Regions from separate parts of the Danio rerio genome. Here region 2 is linked to region 1. The links are chromatin contacts, called in public Hi-C maps. All regions are on one chromosome and are shown on one strand. The core of a region is the stretch at or near the end of the contact, and the rest is flanking DNA. Distances in the headings are between cores, read along the strand shown.

Region 1 (3,895 bases), core at 949-3,448:
ATATATTGTTTGAGCACTGATATCGCAAAGTGTGCATTAGCAATAGTCACATCGCAAGATAGGAAATGTTAAGTAGGGATTATAGATAACCAAATAACACAGGATAAACACACACAGGATTTGTTTGACACCGCAGATCTTTTATCATCTGCATGTGTTTTTAAGGCCTGTGACTATGAGAGAATTTTAAAAGAGTTCAGAGCCTTTTACATGTGCATAAAGACGTTTAATAAAATGATATTTATTGAAATAATAATGAAGACTGCAGCGTTCTTAAATTTGATTATTTATTATTGTACCTGAATACAGGTAGACTGTTTAATTTACTTTTAATATTTGCTTCATTGTGGTTTAGTTTTTCTCACATTTAATAAATTACCTTAAAAAGAGATATTTATATTTCACTCCTACAAAATCATCCCACTTAATCTAAAGTAAAAGCTTTTCAAATAGAGCCATTTAAGTCAGAGCCAGAGCTTTATTTTTATCCACTTGCAATTTCTTGGAAAAAAGTTAATTAAAAAATAAAAAATTATATATATATATATATATATATATATATATATACACACACACACAATTTTACTAGATGACTCAAGTTTGCAAAGCCTTTAGGTTAATTGGGATGATTTTGTAGAGGAGTGACGTATAAATATATTTATGCAAGTTATTATATGCATATACGAAACAACCTACAGTTGTAAATAAACACAATGAAGCAAATATCAAAGTAAAATAGACAGTGTTTTATATATCACGAGCTAACCTGCATCATGATTGTAAATCCTATTTAATACATTTACACATGAAACAACATACCAACAATGTCCCACCAGTTCCCTAAATAAAATGTACCATCACAAATAGCAATGTGAGCAACAGACTCAAAACCTATCACACAAATATCACATCAAAAATTATTATTAGTATAATTGTTTTTCTATCCCTGGTAAGATTACACTTAACTTTGAAAAATATAAAATACATAAAGTATATAATGGTACAATATCAAAAATCATCAAATAATGCTAAGTGGGTGTATTAATGATCAAATATGTACAAAAATGTAATGTATTGTACATTCTCATTGGGTGTGAAACAAAGACCAATAGCAGAATCTTGAAATAGAAAAGATGAGGAGAGGGAGCGAGCTCCAGCATGGCAGAAAGCGTGAACAGACAGTAATGTGATCTCATGACGCTCATAGTCTATCTGTGGTTTGATTGGTCATGCATAGTTCTCCCTCTACTTTTCAAATCCTATTTTCTGCCAGACAGATTATTCACGGAAACGTGTAGCTGCTGTACATTCGTAAATCTTGACATCTAAAAACGAGCATGCATCTAAAATTAAACCTACTGATGTAAAAAAAAAACAAAAAAATAACGCGGTTTAGTTATTTCAAAAACACTGTTGGCAAACCAGAAGAAATGCTTTAACATGCATCATCTAAATAGCATGTATTGAAATCGGCTGGTGCAACTTAATGTAAAACATGCAACAATTTAGCATTTCTTTATTAGCCATCTGAAATGTTCAGATATTAAAAAGTTTGCTATACTTTTATATAACCACATCTAACGTTATTTGCTTTAGGGTGCTCGTTTAAAAACGTGCATAATGAAACTTCAATAATAACTCAGCCCAGGAGGACTGCAATATAATCAGGGCGTGTCCAATAAATCGCACAATGAATCAACGATATTAGAGAAGATTAAATCATTGCTGAATGATATAACGTTAAGAGTATTACATCCTGAATTCACCTAGCAGCACACATTTTTGAAACCAGGGCGTGAAACAATTTAACAAGAAAGGGGAAAACCCACATATATGATCTGTACAGATGCATAAAGAAAACCAGGGGTGTTGTGCATCCATATTTCTTTGCATTTTAAACGATCAACCATGCATCAAGATTTCCCACCCTGGGTTTGAGTTGGTCTCCCGTTTTGCCTCCCCTCCCTCTCCATGCAACAACTACAGCCGCCATGATCTCTTTGTTTCCAACGGGCCGAACCCAAACCAGACTCTTATGCCATTCTGGACGAGCCCTTTCCCTCCGGACACTTGTCTCCTCTTACCGATACAGACTCCTTCCGTCACTCTCGAGCCCTCGGAGCTCCACTTTTATTCAGGCCGACACGTAAGAGACCGCGTCAGGCTACACCTCCGTCGCGTCACCGAGAACAACAACACAGAGAACGAGACGAAAATCCGATCATCAACCCCACTGCACTGGGCGAAAGCGACCGAGAGTGGGCCGGAAATAGCCGAGTGGTGACGGATATAAACGAAGTGACGCCGAAGCCGAACGAAATGGCGCGAACGCGATTTCCTGGTGATAGTTTGCCAACGAGCATCTCTCTCGCTTTCTCTTTCTTGATGAAACCGTTTATTTTATTACGCCCTGTGGAAGATGGACATTAACATAACGAAACTAACATTTTGGTTAATTAAAAAAAAATTTGTCCTTGTTGTCTACCTCATCTGTTAAATATAGGCCTACTTTATATTAACCGTGGGTGAGGATAAAAGACGTAGTACAAATATTTATGTAGTGGCATTTCCCCCTTGTTCCTTACTAGTGTTTTATTAGTAAATAATTTGGCAAATATGTATTTTACAAGCTAAACATACAAAATCAAGGCAGGGCACTTGACAATTAGGAATTCGCTCTCATCAAAATTGGATGATCAGGTCAGTGACAGGATTCTGAGATTAATGTAAAGGACATGAAGCTGTCATAATAAATAAGACAATGTTCGCAATTGTTGTTAAATTATGTTTGTGATCTGTTCAAGAAACAAAATATATATGAAGCTTTTAGATTTTTTTTTCTTTCGAACATTTTTTTTGTTCCTCCTTATCAATCATATTTGCAACATGATTTGGCTTATCTTGGACAGCCTTCGATTGGGAAAATATGCATTGAGAGACTTTATAAGTTTAATGACAACAAAGATGGAATATAGGCTACAATGTTTGTGTACACACACACACACACACACACACACACACACACACACACACACACACACACACACACACACACACACACCTTACTAGGCGTGGAAGAATAACCGTTTTCAAGGTATACCGAGGATTGGAAAAGTCGAGGTTTTAAATGCGCCAAAATGTTCTGTAATAACGCTCATAAGGTATGTGTCAATTTTTTTTTTATTTACATTTTTTTGTTTGTTTTTAGGACAGCAGTATCTCCAGAAGAAAATATATCCAAAGATGCCATTTTAAATTGTAAAGAAATCTGTGTTTTTGAAACAAATGAATAAACACCCACACCCACACTTACGCACACACACTCATACTGCCCACACACTCAGTCTCTATTTCATACTTAAACACACAATCACTCACAAAAAAAAATGTTAAAATTGTGTTTAGCATGCATAAATATGGCAAGTATATACTTTTTAAGGCCATGAAAACTCCAGCCTTTTTCATGTGCTAGATTACGAAGTGACCTGTCTTAAAAAATACTAATAGGTGTGGCATGGATTGATTTTCTCGATAATGTTTATATAATGCTTTCTTGGTTAGGAAACATCTTAGGGATTTCCAAACAGTCTAATTTGTGGTTCTAATTAGTTAGACATTGAAAAAGAGAGCTGAAGTCCAAATCGAAAAAGTATCACAGATTACCTGAATTTATGTTTTAGTAAATTTTGTTTATATTTTGAAATGTAATTTCTACAGTATAGGTTTTCAACCAATAAAAAGCTACTTTTATTTAGTTAAATTATGGTAACCACAAATTAACCATGCTTTGCTACAATGTAGTTTAACCATGGTATTTAAATTTGTAACTCATGATACACCTATTTGCTTAATGAAGATGTATTGAAGTTCACTAGCTGCAACCCGTAAGCTATAT
Region 2 (4,107 bases), core at 1,486-3,985, 210 kb after region 1:
AGTGATTGCTCTTAAGAGATAACTACTTACTAGGAGCATGTCTATGGTGCCGAATTGGATTAGTCAATTAACTTAAGTTGCAAGTTTTTGGATGGTGGGAGGAAAGCATGGAACCTTGGAAATACCCACGTGAGCACGGGGAGAATGTGTAAACTCTGCACAGAAACGTCAGCTGGTTCTGTAAGGACTAGAACCAGTGATGTTCTTGCTGTGAGGTAACAGTGCTAACCACTGAGCCACCATGCCACCCATCTAGGAAAGGAGGAGGAGTAACGCCCCATTCACACGGGGAGTCCCACGGGGAGTCCCATTTACTTTGAATGGGTGACTTCAGGCGTTGCCGAACTGCATTGTGGATCCGTCAGCGCCGTTGTTGCTCACTGCAGAAGTTGGGACTAGCTCAACTTTTCAAGCCCCGACAGAAGCGTCAGCCAATCAGATCGCTGTATGCAAATACACCAGCTAGACAGTGGCCTATTGCTGACTGAATTTCATTAGCTGATGTTTCTATGACGATCGCTTCTGCCCCAACTTCAGTCATGCCTTCAGTCAAGCGTTGACGCTGAAGCCCCGTGTGAATGGAGCGTAAGGGTGGAAGAGGGGATTCTTCAAAATGAAGATGGCTGTTGTTATATGGATCTAAGGGTATTTATAGTGGCTTAGGAATAGTCTGATTGGTGATTCATAAATTGAATAATGCGGGGCCGGCTGCAAGCAATCATAAGCACGTGATCCTCTCGAAATTGGTTTATAAATAAATTTCAGTTAATTTTGGAAACCGCCAATCAGAGATCATCTTCAATGTTCAGTTGTGGTCAGTATTTATCTCTAATGTATTTGGTGTCAAAGTTTAACTTGGTGTTATTAAATTAATCTGCTGCAGCTGACTGCATTGCTGTGCTCATAGGATAACATAATTTAAAGGCTGATGGCTTTTCATTTGCATGTTGTTGCTTTTTACTATTAAAAGCAACAATTTTATTTTTTCTGACTTTTACAAGTAACCAAGCAACCTTCTGTCATTGTCCTGTGACCCCCATATTTAGTGATTTAAAAGAAACCAAAATATTTAAAGGAGACCAAGTGAAATGTTAAAGCTGATGGGTTAAAAAAATAAATTACAGCTAGAAGAATTATATAAGATAAATGATCTCTTAATGTGCTTGTTTAATGTACCAGTTGAATGTTTGTAAAAATCTGATGCACTTAAACCAGATGACCAAGATAATGACCAGATAATTTCCAACGCACTCTCACTCCAATTTAACTTTTTGATTCAATAGCTAAATCATATTCGTTTTATCTCATTCATACATTTTAATGTGATCTGCTCATTTCCCAATGAAGAGTGGGGTTTGGGACAGAGTTTGAGGCCATGTCTCATTTTAAAAACAGGTTTTCAAATGAATTAATCTAGCCACTTTTCTGACGATATGTAAAAGGTTTATTTTCCTTGAGATTGGGCTGCAATGAGTTTTGATGCCATGTTAGAATGTATGGATCAAAAACAGAATAATGTAAAAAAAATAAAATAAAAAATAGGACGCATATGAAACATGAATAGATCAATTGTTCATCCCAATTTCTTTAGCAACCATTTATAAGGTGTTAATAAAAGCTAGTTAAGGGGCCAAGAGACATTTAGGAGGCAGAATATTATACATGTGGATGGGGTTTTCTTTTATCTTGACCCAGTAAGAGTCCACCCACACCATCCTACTGTTTCCTTCATAAGATGTAAAATACAGTTTTGATCATATTATTGCATTTTAAATCCCAGTTTTGTGTTCAAGTCTGGCACAGTAGTGTCCTGGGGGGCTTCATTCATTGTGTAAGTGGACAGTAAACCGTCCAGTGCCTAATTAGTTTCTTCATCCATGAACAGAAATCAATTCCAGGACCAGAGCTTTGGCAAGCAGCTGACTTTGAAGCCATGCTATTGCATATCTCACAGTTCAGAGCGGCCCAAAATAGCTCGCTTCATCATGTGTCCTGTTGTGGACGGTTTGCAGTGGCTATAATGTTACTTTGTTTTGAATAAAAGCTCTACCTGTATTCCTCCTGGGCCGTCTCACTCCCCACTGACAACCCAGAACACATGTAAACCGCTTTTGCTGAAAATGCTGCCGTGGACAAATATGTCTCATAAATAGCCTCCTGTGTACCACACTACCCATCAGCCTCGCCATAAACCACTGCAGATTCAGCTGGAGAAAGGAGGCGAGGGAGGCCCCCCGGGCCAATTTACTGGCCCCCCTGATGCGGCGCTGTGCTGTGATCTGTCAGGCGGTCACTGGAGCCTCGCGGTGACAGACAGGCCAGCGTTCCACTCGACCCACTCCTCAACAGAGACCGAATTAAAGAGTCCCCCTTTGGCAGACAAGCACTCTCACTTTTGCGCACTCTGTCTTGTCCTTTCTTCCGGTCTCTCTCTTTGTTTCTGTCATTCCTCGGCACACTTCATGATGGTGTCTTGTGTGGAGCTGCAGGAATGGGCTTACTCGTCCTCATTAAGTTTGAGTGCAAGGGGGCTAATCCTCTCGGAAGCAGCCGTGGATTTGTGCTTCCCTCAAAGTCTGAGCTCACAACTCCACATTTTAGATACCGCTCCGGAAAGTTCTGATGCTGTCTAATCCCCCACACTAGTCTCCTTCTCGCAGAAGGTATGCTCTCAGAGTCATTTCTATTGGCAGAAGCATAGACTGAGCGTGTCCTTGGCCCAGTGAGGGGCTCACAGCACATGGTTGCGTCAGTGGGCTCCGAGCCATCGAGGTGACTCTGCTAGCTTTTTATTAGTCTGTGTGTGTGTATGTGGCAAAAGTAGCCACAAACCAAACGGAAAGCTTTAAGAGGCAAGCATTTGACACACGTTTCAATTCCTGAGTTTCCATAAGCTGTCAGCAGAGCTCGGCGAATGAAATCACGGTGGTTGATGAAGTGTTAGCCGCTTAGCAGGAGCGCTGTGTGTTGTGGTTCGGTGTGTCTCCGCGCTCTCCTGTCGATGCACTGAGATGAAGGGCCGGGTTGGGTTACATACATAACAAATCCATTATCTTGGGCGTCCAGTGACCTTTATGGAAATGGATTTGTCATGTTCCAAAGACCCCTTTAATCTTTGTCAGTATTATAGCTAATAGATAACCAGTGAGTGATGTTTTCTTGCCGGTGAACGTTTGGTTTATGAGACAACAAACTTTAAAGAATCCCATAATTGAAGATATGTGGCTGTTTCTTTAACTAGGGTCCCTTTTAAGAAGTACTCTTTCTTCCAGCTCTTTTCACAGGGACTTTTTATAAGTATTTATGTCAAAGGGGTTGCCAAACCTTACAATTAAAACCATCACAAATGTAAAAGTGTAATTTTAGATAATATAATTGTTTTATAAATATAAAACCATATATGCATAAATACATGCATCAATAACCTAATTATATAATAATAATAATAATAATAATAGGGGTGACACAGTGGCTCATTGGTTAGCACTGTCACCTCACAGCAAGAAGGTCTCTGGTTTGAGTCCCAGCTGGGTCAGTTGGCATTTCTGTGTGGAATTCTCATGTTCTCTCCATGTTCGCATGGGTTTGCTCTGGTTTCCCCCTCAGTCCAAAAACATGCTCTGTAGGTGAATTGAATAAAACTAAATTGGCCATAGTGTATGTGTGTGAATGAGTGTGTATGGATGTTTCACAATGAAGGATTGCAGCTAAAAGGGAACCCGCTGTGTAAAACATATGCTGGGTAAGTTAGCGGTTTATTTTGCTGTGGCGACGCCTGATGAATAAAGGGACTAAGCCGAAGGAAAGTAAACTGACTAGTTCCAGACACATTTAGCTGCTAGATGTTAGTCAGATTCTGTTCGGTTGTATACATTTCTATGTTCTTATTGCCAACTGTGTAAAGAATTATCGTCGTTTGTTTACCTTCAAGTTCTGCTTCCTTCAGTTGCTTAACGTGTGTGCACGTGAAGCAGCTGGTGAGTGCCAGCACACACACATATTATGTACATCTCGACAAGTAAAAGTGTTCCTCTATATGTTTTCATCGACGTCGTTCACGATACTTATTCATCCACAGAGTTTGTAATATCGTCAAATGTTTACAAA

The links. A called contact is a pair of places that touch in the nucleus more often than the background predicts.
Region 2: a contact with region 1 is called in a Hi-C map of an unstated tissue, with 3 times the contacts expected there. The contact joins the enhancer-like site here to the promoter of creb1b in region 1.

The regions. Positions count from the first base shown.
Region 1 is chr9:29,946,316-29,950,210 of GRCz12tu, forward strand. creb1b (cAMP responsive element binding protein 1b) reads right to left here and starts at 2,199. Exons shown (of 7, transcript NM_001017818.1): 1 at 2,085-2,199.
Region 2 is chr9:30,157,271-30,161,377 of GRCz12tu, forward strand. No RefSeq gene overlaps it. Among named protein-coding and RNA genes, the nearest start is that of klf7b, 91 kb to the left of the region's middle. Within about 2 kb of position 2,736, at least 9 of the 62 cell types and tissues checked have an H3K27ac peak or open chromatin away from gene starts, as enhancers often do.